Regions from separate parts of the Mus musculus genome. Here regions 2 and 3 are each linked to region 1. Evidence: chromatin contacts called from public promoter capture Hi-C data. All regions are on one chromosome and are shown on one strand. Each heading gives the region's core, a stretch centred on a gene start, on an enhancer-like site or on the middle of the called end of the contact. The rest is flanking DNA. Distances are from core to core; before and after follow the strand shown.

Region 1 (2,776 bases), core at 105-2,604:
TGGCAGCATTCCTTGGCTCTGACCATCGTTGAGGTACTCCCTGTGACTATTCCTTAAGTATGGAGAAGATTTTTATTGTAGATATAAGGGAAACGCAGGCAGAGTGGGAAGAACCGGTACTGAATATGGGCAGCCTGGTCTACAGAGCGAGTTCCAGGACAGCCAGAGCTACATAGTGAGACTCTGTCTCTAAACAAAACAAAACAAAGCTCCCACCCCCAATATCAACTGAAAGAGCAGGTATCTAGTGATTTTAGGGTGTGCTGAGATCAAAGTCCAGAGCACAGGCATCCAGAACTCCGCTCCACCCCCTACAACAGCTCACAGGAAACTCAAAAGCACTCCCCATATGTTGGTGAAATGTTAGGACTTAGGACTCGGAGCCCTCCTGCAGCTCGGACTACTTCTTTGGAAGTAGCAGGAACTGTGGATTTCCTGCAGAGCAGAAAGCTGTGTGCAAAAAGGGCTTTCAGGCTAGTGGGCGTGGTCGAGTCCTTGGCTGTGGAGCTGCAGGAGGCTCTCAAAGCTCCTGTAGAGGGCCTCAGTACCAGATATTGCAGGTTCTGTAGTTTTTCTCAGTTTTCAACAAATTCCCCCTTCGTAGCCCAGGCTGGTATTGAACTCTAATGCCTCGGTTTCCCTAGCGCCAGGATCTTTAAATGTTTTGCATTTATTTATTTAGCGTAGGTGGAGAGTGCATGTGCTTGTGGAGCTTAGAGGACAACCAGAATAGATGTTCTCATGTCCCATCATGTGGGGGATATGGGATTTGAAAGCCAGTCATCTGATTTGGTGGCAAGCATCTTTACCCACTGAACTATCACTGTGGTGTGGGGTGGAGTGTGGAATGTGTATGTGTGTTTACTTTGTTCTGTACAGCAGGAACAGCACCTGCCTTGTGTAAGGAAGGCTAGTTGTCAAAAATGGTTCATCCTAGCCAGGAGCTTCGAAAATGATATTTGTGATGGATCTTGGAAAAACTTGATAGACTGGTCTGATCTTAGTTAGAGGCAGGCCCTGAGGAGGAAACCCCATCTAAAACCCAGCCCTTGCAGACACCCCAGCCCACCCCTAACCGCAGGGAATCAGAAATGGGGTCTCGAAAGCTATGGGGGCTTCAGCACCCTAACCTACACGAGGCCTCGCGCGACCTCAGCAGCTGGAAGACAACCGTGACGCACTGGCCGCTTCCGATTTCACTTTCCTTTTCTCGGGCCCGGCCGCTTCACCTCTTTGGCCGCTGCCTGGGGATTTGCCCAGTGATCAGTGACGTCAAGAATCCTGAAGTTCCCATTGGAGGATGGAGTTTGGCAAGAGCCAATCCCAGGGCTGGTCCCAGAGAAATCTCGGCGGAGGGCCCGGAGCTCCCGGAGACTGCTGGGCGGGGAGACTGTGGTGCCGGCTGCTTGCTCAGGACCTACCCCGCGGAGCAGCTCCAGGGAGAGGAGTGACCCGGCCCGGAGAGCGGCGCGGGTGAGTGCGGTTTGCACTGGTGAGGAGACGCGGAGGAGCGGCCGCCGTGCGACCCGGGTGGGGACAGCGAAGGCGGCCGCGGGCCCTGGGCAGGGCTAACCAGGCCCGGGCGCGCGGGACGGCGAGCTCGCGTGAGCGCCGCGTCCCCGGCTCGCCTTTGGGCCTTTCGCCCTGAGCTCGCCGTGTTCCTTCCTCCTCAGGTCCAACCCAGACTTACTTCAGTCTCTTCCAGTCCCCAGAGCCAGAAGTGAGCGGGACCCGGATGACGTTCCACCTGGTGGCTTGGAGCCCTGCATGACCAGAAGCAGGTCTTATATTTATGTATCTGTTTATTTTTTTTTTATTTATTTATCCTCAGAGTAAACTGGTTTAGCTAGTTGTACCAAGAGCTGTGCGTTCGTTATCACTGATGATTTTACTACCTAATTAGCTTAGGAAAAGAAAGTATAAACCTGGCTGTGGACTGGTGCACGCCTTTACACCCAGTGCTTGGGAGTTAGAGGCCAGTCTGGTTTACAGACTAAATGAATTCTAGGATAACCAGGGCTACAAAGAGAGCCCCTGTCTTGACCCCCACCCCCACCCCCACCCAAAAAAAAAAAAAAGAAAAGAAAAGAAATGTATGAATTTAACTTTGGGAAGTGAATAGGAGGAGACACTTAACAATTCCCCGTACATTCCAGATTTTGACAACACAACCATTTGTGTGTGTTTCAAAGAAGGGAAGAATGACATGCGCTCGTTCATGCATGCCTGAACCCCTTGTTAGTGAGATGGATTCATGATGCCTAGAGTATTCCTCCCAAGTTAAAACAAACAAACAAACAAACCCATATTTTTCTAAAAGAAAGCTTTCATTAATGCCTTTAAAACTGCAACTTTTAAATTTGATAATGATGACGATGGTGATGACAACGACAGGGTGTCTCCATGTATCCAAAATGGTCTGAAACTGACCATGGCAGCCCAGGTTAGCCTCCTGCCTCGAGTGCTTCGATTACAGAGATTACAGGCATCTGCCCACACTTTTGAATACACTTAATTTTTTTTAGAACAGTTGTACATTTACAGAAAAAATTGAGAAAACAGTGTGTGAAGTGTCTATAACTCCCAACTGATTTCCTTTCATTGACAAATAACACATTATTATTGGCCAAAGTCCACACACTATATTTATTCACCTTTTCCTTTTCACCTTATCCCTCCATATTCTCACCCAGGTTGCTGCACTGCATTGGTTTTTAGATTTGGTTTCAGAGTTTTCAGAGACACTTATGTAATGGATACCTCAGATAATGAACAC
Region 2 (2,776 bases), core at 117-2,616, 410 kb after region 1:
GTGATTCATCTCTATGAAGAAATGCATTGAGCGCATGCTGTGGCTTTGGTATGATTGGGAAAAAGGTGTGCAATGAGGGCCAGCAGCCAAAGGCGGGCCACTGGTCTATGGTTTTTATTTCAACCTAAGACAGGGGCATGTGTCAAAGGCTGTGTTTTTCTTAATAAACACTAAAATGTCATGTTTGTGCAAATAAACACAAACAAGCTGCATGTGTACTCTGAGATGGGTCAGAAAAAGGCCAATTAGATTCAGTGCTAAGACAGGCATGGCTGCGAGCCAACTTAATTCCCAGGCAGGACCATGGAGCATAAGTAAATTTTACGCCCCTGTCCAGCTATTTTTAATAAATAAAAAGGGAGGAACTGTACCCTTCCCCCAGCCTTGAGCAGGCTGACTCAGACCTGGCTTGCCACAGCCAGCAAGCCCACCTAGGGTGGAGTCCTCTGACCTAGGTAAAGTCTATTGTCATGCCACATCTACAGTTTTCCTCCAAGACACCTGTTGAGTAGGTGAACCTGTTCTCCTGACACTATCCTGACAAAGCAACAGGATCCTGGCTTGGTGGGGGATGGGTCCCCCCCCCCCCCCCCCGCCTTTATAAACTCAGACTCATAAGTAAACATTGGCCTTGATCAGAACTTTGTCTTGGCTTATTATTTCTCTCGCAGCCTTTCCCATCCAAAACCCCATCTTTTCTTTCAGGAATCCAGTACCCACTGGCTGGTGGTGGCTACAGGTACTAAATTCCCTAGCTGAAGACAACCTTGAACTCCTTCCAAAATCCTATATGTCCTGGAGACTGGGTTTATAAGTGTGTACCCCCAGGTAGGACCTTAACACTTCTAGCTTCCAAGTGTGATAATTATTGGTAGACCTAACTCATAAAAGTTATCCGTGGAGTCTGCCTGAGTCTTATTTCCAGCACTCATGTGGCAATTAATATGACCAGTAACGCCAGTTCCATGGTGTCAGATGCCTACTTCTAGCTCTGCTGTTACCAGACACTTATGAGGTGCACAGACATAAATATAAGCAAAACATCAGTACACATAAAACAAAAAAACATGTTTTGTTTGTTGTAGAGAACATACTGATCCTAGAATATTAGAAACGTTCTAGGAAACATGACATTAAGTACTCAGTGTAGGAGAACAGAGATCAAATCCAAGCCCAGTTTCCAGGTTTAACCCAGCATTGGAGATTCCTCCATTTCCTCTGAGGTTTCACTTCTTTGTAACTTTGTAAACTTTGTCAGGTACTTTTGCCTGGATACTGATGATGCTTCTGCAACTCTCATTATAATTGGCTGGCAGGTACTTAGCGAATCTAATCAGGGCTACGGGAAGGATGGGGTCCTCAAGCAACAGAGCTGTCCTGCAGATGGCGGTGGTGGCTTTGGCTCTTACCCAAACAGGTGCTGGTGAGTTCAGGGGTTGGAAAGGAAATAACCTCTAAAGGGAGAAACAAGGGTGTCGTGACCAGATTTTCGGGATCCCTTCTCCTCCTGGTCCTGAGTTCCACTCCCTGCCCCACCCCCAATCCATTGCTTGCCCACTGGCCCGGGGTTATCTGGGAAGGGTTCTGATGTTGGAATTTTCCCTGACTCTTCTCTGGGAAGACATTTGGACCACAATCTCAAATGACACAATTGTTTATTTTATGTTATCATTGTATTTTAATGTCTATCTATGAGTATATGATGTGGATACTTGGGTGTATAATGTAATTATGTCTTTAGTGCTTGTATGTATGTGTGTGTATATGCATGTAAGTATGCATGAATGTTTGTGTGTGTGTTTGCTTGTGTTTATATGTTTGTATGTGTGCATATGTGAGTGTATGTGTGTGTTTATGTGTATGTATGTGTAAGCCAGTACTGTGTATCTCCCTCTATCTTTTCTATCTATCTTCAGATGGGATCTTGCCAATTTGGTTAGACCAGCTAGCCAGTAAATTCCAGAGATTCTCCTTTTTCTGCTCTCCTGGTACTGAGATTATAGATTTGAATCAACCACATGCAGACTGAATATACACAGTTTAAACAATTTACATCTAAGTCACAAATAACTAAATCTTAAAGATCTAATTTCTAAAATTACAATTCTGGAAAAATATTTTTTGACTCATTTAAAGATGTTTAGTTACATTTTGAAGAGGTGTTTACTTAAGGTGTATAAAGTATTACAGAGACCACTTTATCCCATAAAATAGGTAATAGCATACTTGTTTGCATGCACAAGCACTTGTATACACAAATGAATGTCACAATGATGTATCATTGTGAGCAACATAAACTAGGAAGCAGTATCATTAACAAATGCTAGCCTTGCCTGAGTCTCGGTACTGACCATCTACTGTGCATGGGAACATGGGACAGAAAAGCCATAATCAGAGTGGAAGGTCCCTGCTGAGAACAGACACTCCAGAAAGCTTTATTATACTTCTTTCATATGTCATGTGTTTTATATCCTTCCCTGAGTCTGCAGTCCTAGTTCTAGCAGCTTCGCTTGGGCTAGGATTAAGGCTTTTGTTTTTGTTTTTTGTTTCGTTTTTTCGAAACGTATGTATAGCTCTGGCTGTCCTGGAACTCACTCTGTAGACCAGGCTGGCCTTGAACTCAGAAATCTACCTGTCTCTGCCTCCCAAGTTCTGGGATTAAAGGCATGTGGCTTAAGGCTTTTTTCATAGACCTTTATGGCCCTGCTGTCTTCCTGGCCTTTTACCCACTGTTTTCTTTCTGCAGAAGGAAAAATGCAACAGGTACATCCAGACT
Region 3 (2,776 bases), core at 116-2,615, 360 kb after region 1:
CACCATTTAAGAGTGTTTATATATTTCAGGAGTCCCCTCTCCGCACCCCGCAAGAATTCAAACCCTACCCGGTGAGAGAAAAGAATCTCGCTACTAACCCAGAACTCACGGAGCACAAAACTTGCAGATCCTTATGCACAGACAAAAATTATGAGCATCCTATTTCCAGGACTCTGAGCCCTTCTCAGTTTTTTCACTGTCCCACCTATGGCCTCCCCAGACTCCGCAAGAGCCTCAGTGCCGCCCCCTTCACTTCCTTGTTCCTCAGTGTGTAGATGAGAGGATTGAGAGCGGGAGTGACCACCGTGTAGAAGAGCGAGACGAATTTGCCACGGCCCTGGTTGTAACTATGCGTGGGTTGCAGGTAGGTGTAGGTGGCAGAGCCATAAAATAGGCAGACCGCGGTCAAGTGAGAGCCACATGTGCTCGCCGCTTTCCGCCAGCCAGAGCTGGAGTGCATGCCCCAGACCGCGCGGCCCACGGCGATGTAGGAGGCCAGGATGACCGCCGAAGGCACCAACAGGATGACCACACGCGCGGCGAACATCTGGCGCTCGGTGGCGCTGCGGCCGCCGCGGCAGGCCAGCTGCAGCAGCGCCGGCAACTCGCAGATGAAATGGTCCAGACAGCGGGGTGCGCACAGGGGACGCGCGGCCAGCAGGGCGGTCTGCGCCGCGGAGTTGGCCAGGCCACCGAGCCAGGAGACTCCGGCCAGCGTGCGGCACAGTAGCGGCGAGGCCAGTGAGGTGTAGCGCAGAGGGTTGCATACCGCAGCCGCGCGGTCCAGCGCCATGACGGCCAGCAGCACGCACTCGGCGGAGCCCAGCGCCAGCGATGAGCACAGCTGAGCCATGCACCCAGCGCGCGGTAGCTGCAGCATTGAGCCGCGCAGGCTGGCCAGCAGCGGTGGCACCACACTAGTGGTGAAACCCACATCCACCAGAGCCAAGTGGCAAAGGAAGTAGTACATGGGTGTGTGCAGGCGAGGGTCGCGAATGGCCAGCAGCACCAACGCCGCGTTGCCGGTGAGCGTTAGTAGGTAGCAGAGAAGGACCAGTGCGAAGAGGACAGGCTGCAGAGAGGGCCAGTCGCTGAAACCCAGCAGTAGGAAGCGCTCCGCTGAGCTGTGGTTAGCCTGAGGGGGAAAACTCCAAGAAGGTTCGGAAGGCGAGACAAAAATATTTAATGCTAGACAGTGTTGCGGGCCTTGCGCTGGGAGGCAAAGGCCAGAAATTTCTGTGAGTTCGAGGCCAGCCAGAGCTACATAGTAAAACCCTGTCTTACCGCTAACCACAACAAACAAGAACCTCCAATATGGGATAAACTCGGCACATGCCCAAGTTTTGGTTTTGTTACATAGCCACATCCCAGTATTCCTTTACAAGTCCTTCAAGGGGGATAGAAACTGTGCTTAACAGGTGAGCCAATTAGACACAACTTACAAGATCAAATTGTCCTAAGTCTATCGCTAGCTAACCAGGTCTGTGTTCCTGGTTCTGGTTGCCCTTCCAGGGATTAAGGAAGAAATTCAGCATTCCTCCTAAGGGCAGCTATAAAGATACTTTGTATAAGAAGGGCATACTCCACTCTGAGCACCCCGCCCCCAGTTTTCCTTAAAAGTGGGCGTTGTCTAAGAGTTAAGCCTGAGTGAGACTAGATGGAGCAGTATCATCCACTTTTCTGTTTATGCAACAGTTAAAGCCAAGTGCGCTCTGATAGGAGGAGCCAAGAAATATCTAGCTATAGTTTCCACTGGACTACACCAAATATGGTAACTGTAGCCAATCAAATATTTTTGTCCTTAGTCTCCTTTCCTTCCTCTCTGCCTCCGTTGTCTCTGCCTGTCTTGAGGTTTCTTTCCTTCTCTCCCTGCCTGCTTCTCTCTCTCCCGCCCTCCCTTCTTTCCAGTAGGGCCTCATGAAGCCCAGGTTGGCCTTCAGTTCTACTTGAGAGGCAGAGGATGGCCTTTGAACTCCTGATCCTCTTGTGTCAACCTCCAGAGAGCTAGGATTATAATCATGAGCTACAGTGTCCAGCATCCACCCAAATGTTTCTTTGTTTTACTTCTGTGTTCATCCTATCAAAATGTTCCCTATGTTTCCCGGCTGTGGCCCACTGAACCACTTTTGCCTGATTCAGAAATAGCTATTTGCTCAAATAAACCCGTTTAAAGTTTATTGTGCCTCGCCCCCCCCCCCCTTGGGCTGGGGATTGAATCTGGGACCTTGCACATGCTAAGCATGCTCAGACTGAGCTATGCTCCTACTCTGTGAGTTTGTTTTTAACATGTTATACTGGAATACTTCCTATCAGACCAGAAATGAGGAGCCCTCAGGCCTCAAACTGTACTCAGCTAAAACAACAGTGTCTGGTTGGTTATTTGAGATGTAGAAATCATTTCATATCATTCTCCTTCAAGTTTGTCATGTGTAAATGGTGGTGGAATTTGACTTCTTGGGTCTATCATGGGCTTTCCTGTCAACTGTTTCTCAAACAAATTTAAAAGAAATGCAAGAAACAAAAAGGACCTCGATTTCAAGGCTCTAGGTATTGATACTGAATTCAACAATCTGGGGGATACAGAAATTATCATGGTTGATAGAATAGATAAAACTTGCACAAGAGTCTTTCTATGCATGCTTTATGACAGATATCACATATATAACTTGTGAACACACTTAGTGCTTTTAATTTAAAAAGAACCACAGCCCTCTGGCCTGGCAAGATGTCTTACCAAGTAGAGGCCCTTGCTGCCTGATGGCCTGAGTTTCAACTC

The links. Promoter capture Hi-C pulls out the DNA fragments that hold promoters and counts their contacts.
Region 2: a contact with region 1 is called in a promoter capture Hi-C map of second pharyngeal arch cranial neural crest. The contact joins the enhancer-like site here to the promoter of Trim26 in region 1. A contact is called at or near these places in 5 of 39 promoter capture datasets (cranial neural crest, embryonic stem cells, frontonasal cranial neural crest and 2 more), 7 of 115 datasets of contacts at active chromatin or transcription factors (embryonic stem cells and pancreatic cancer cells) and 3 of 9 other capture datasets (adipose tissue, embryonic stem cells and liver).
Region 3: a promoter capture Hi-C map of embryonic stem cells shows a contact between it and region 1, with 5 times the contacts expected there. The contact joins the promoter of Olfr94 here to the promoter of Trim26 in region 1. A contact is called at or near these places in 23 of 39 promoter capture datasets (the 3T3-L1 cell line, 3T3-L1-derived adipocytes, the HPC-7 cell line and 13 more), 5 of 15 datasets of contacts at CTCF or cohesin (the NIH/3T3 cell line, embryonic stem cells and stem cell-derived epiblast-like cells), 47 of 484 Hi-C or Micro-C datasets (the G1E-ER4 cell line, the HL-1 cell line, the HPC-7 cell line and 17 more), 16 of 115 datasets of contacts at active chromatin or transcription factors (T-cell acute lymphoblastic leukemia, astrocytes, embryonic stem cells and 2 more) and 2 of 9 other capture datasets (adipose tissue and liver).

What each region holds. Positions count from the first base shown.
Region 1 is chr17:36,835,792-36,838,567 of GRCm38.p6, forward strand. Trim26 (tripartite motif-containing 26) reads left to right here and starts at 1,355. Exons shown (of 10, transcript NM_001025599.3): 1 at 1,355-1,473; 2 at 1,674-1,781.
Region 2 is chr17:37,245,580-37,248,355 of GRCm38.p6, forward strand. No RefSeq gene overlaps it. Among named protein-coding and RNA genes, the nearest start is that of Olfr97, 15 kb to the left of the region's middle. Within about 2 kb of position 1,367, at least 41 of the 459 cell types and tissues checked have an H3K27ac peak or open chromatin away from gene starts, as enhancers often do. A contact at or near this core is called in second pharyngeal arch cranial neural crest, where this site is marked.
Region 3 is chr17:37,196,601-37,199,376 of GRCm38.p6, forward strand. It overlaps Olfr94 (olfactory receptor 94), which reads right to left and starts at 1,366. Exons shown (of 1, transcript NM_001011518.1): 1 at 206-1,366. The coding sequence starts at 1,366. The coding sequence ends at 206.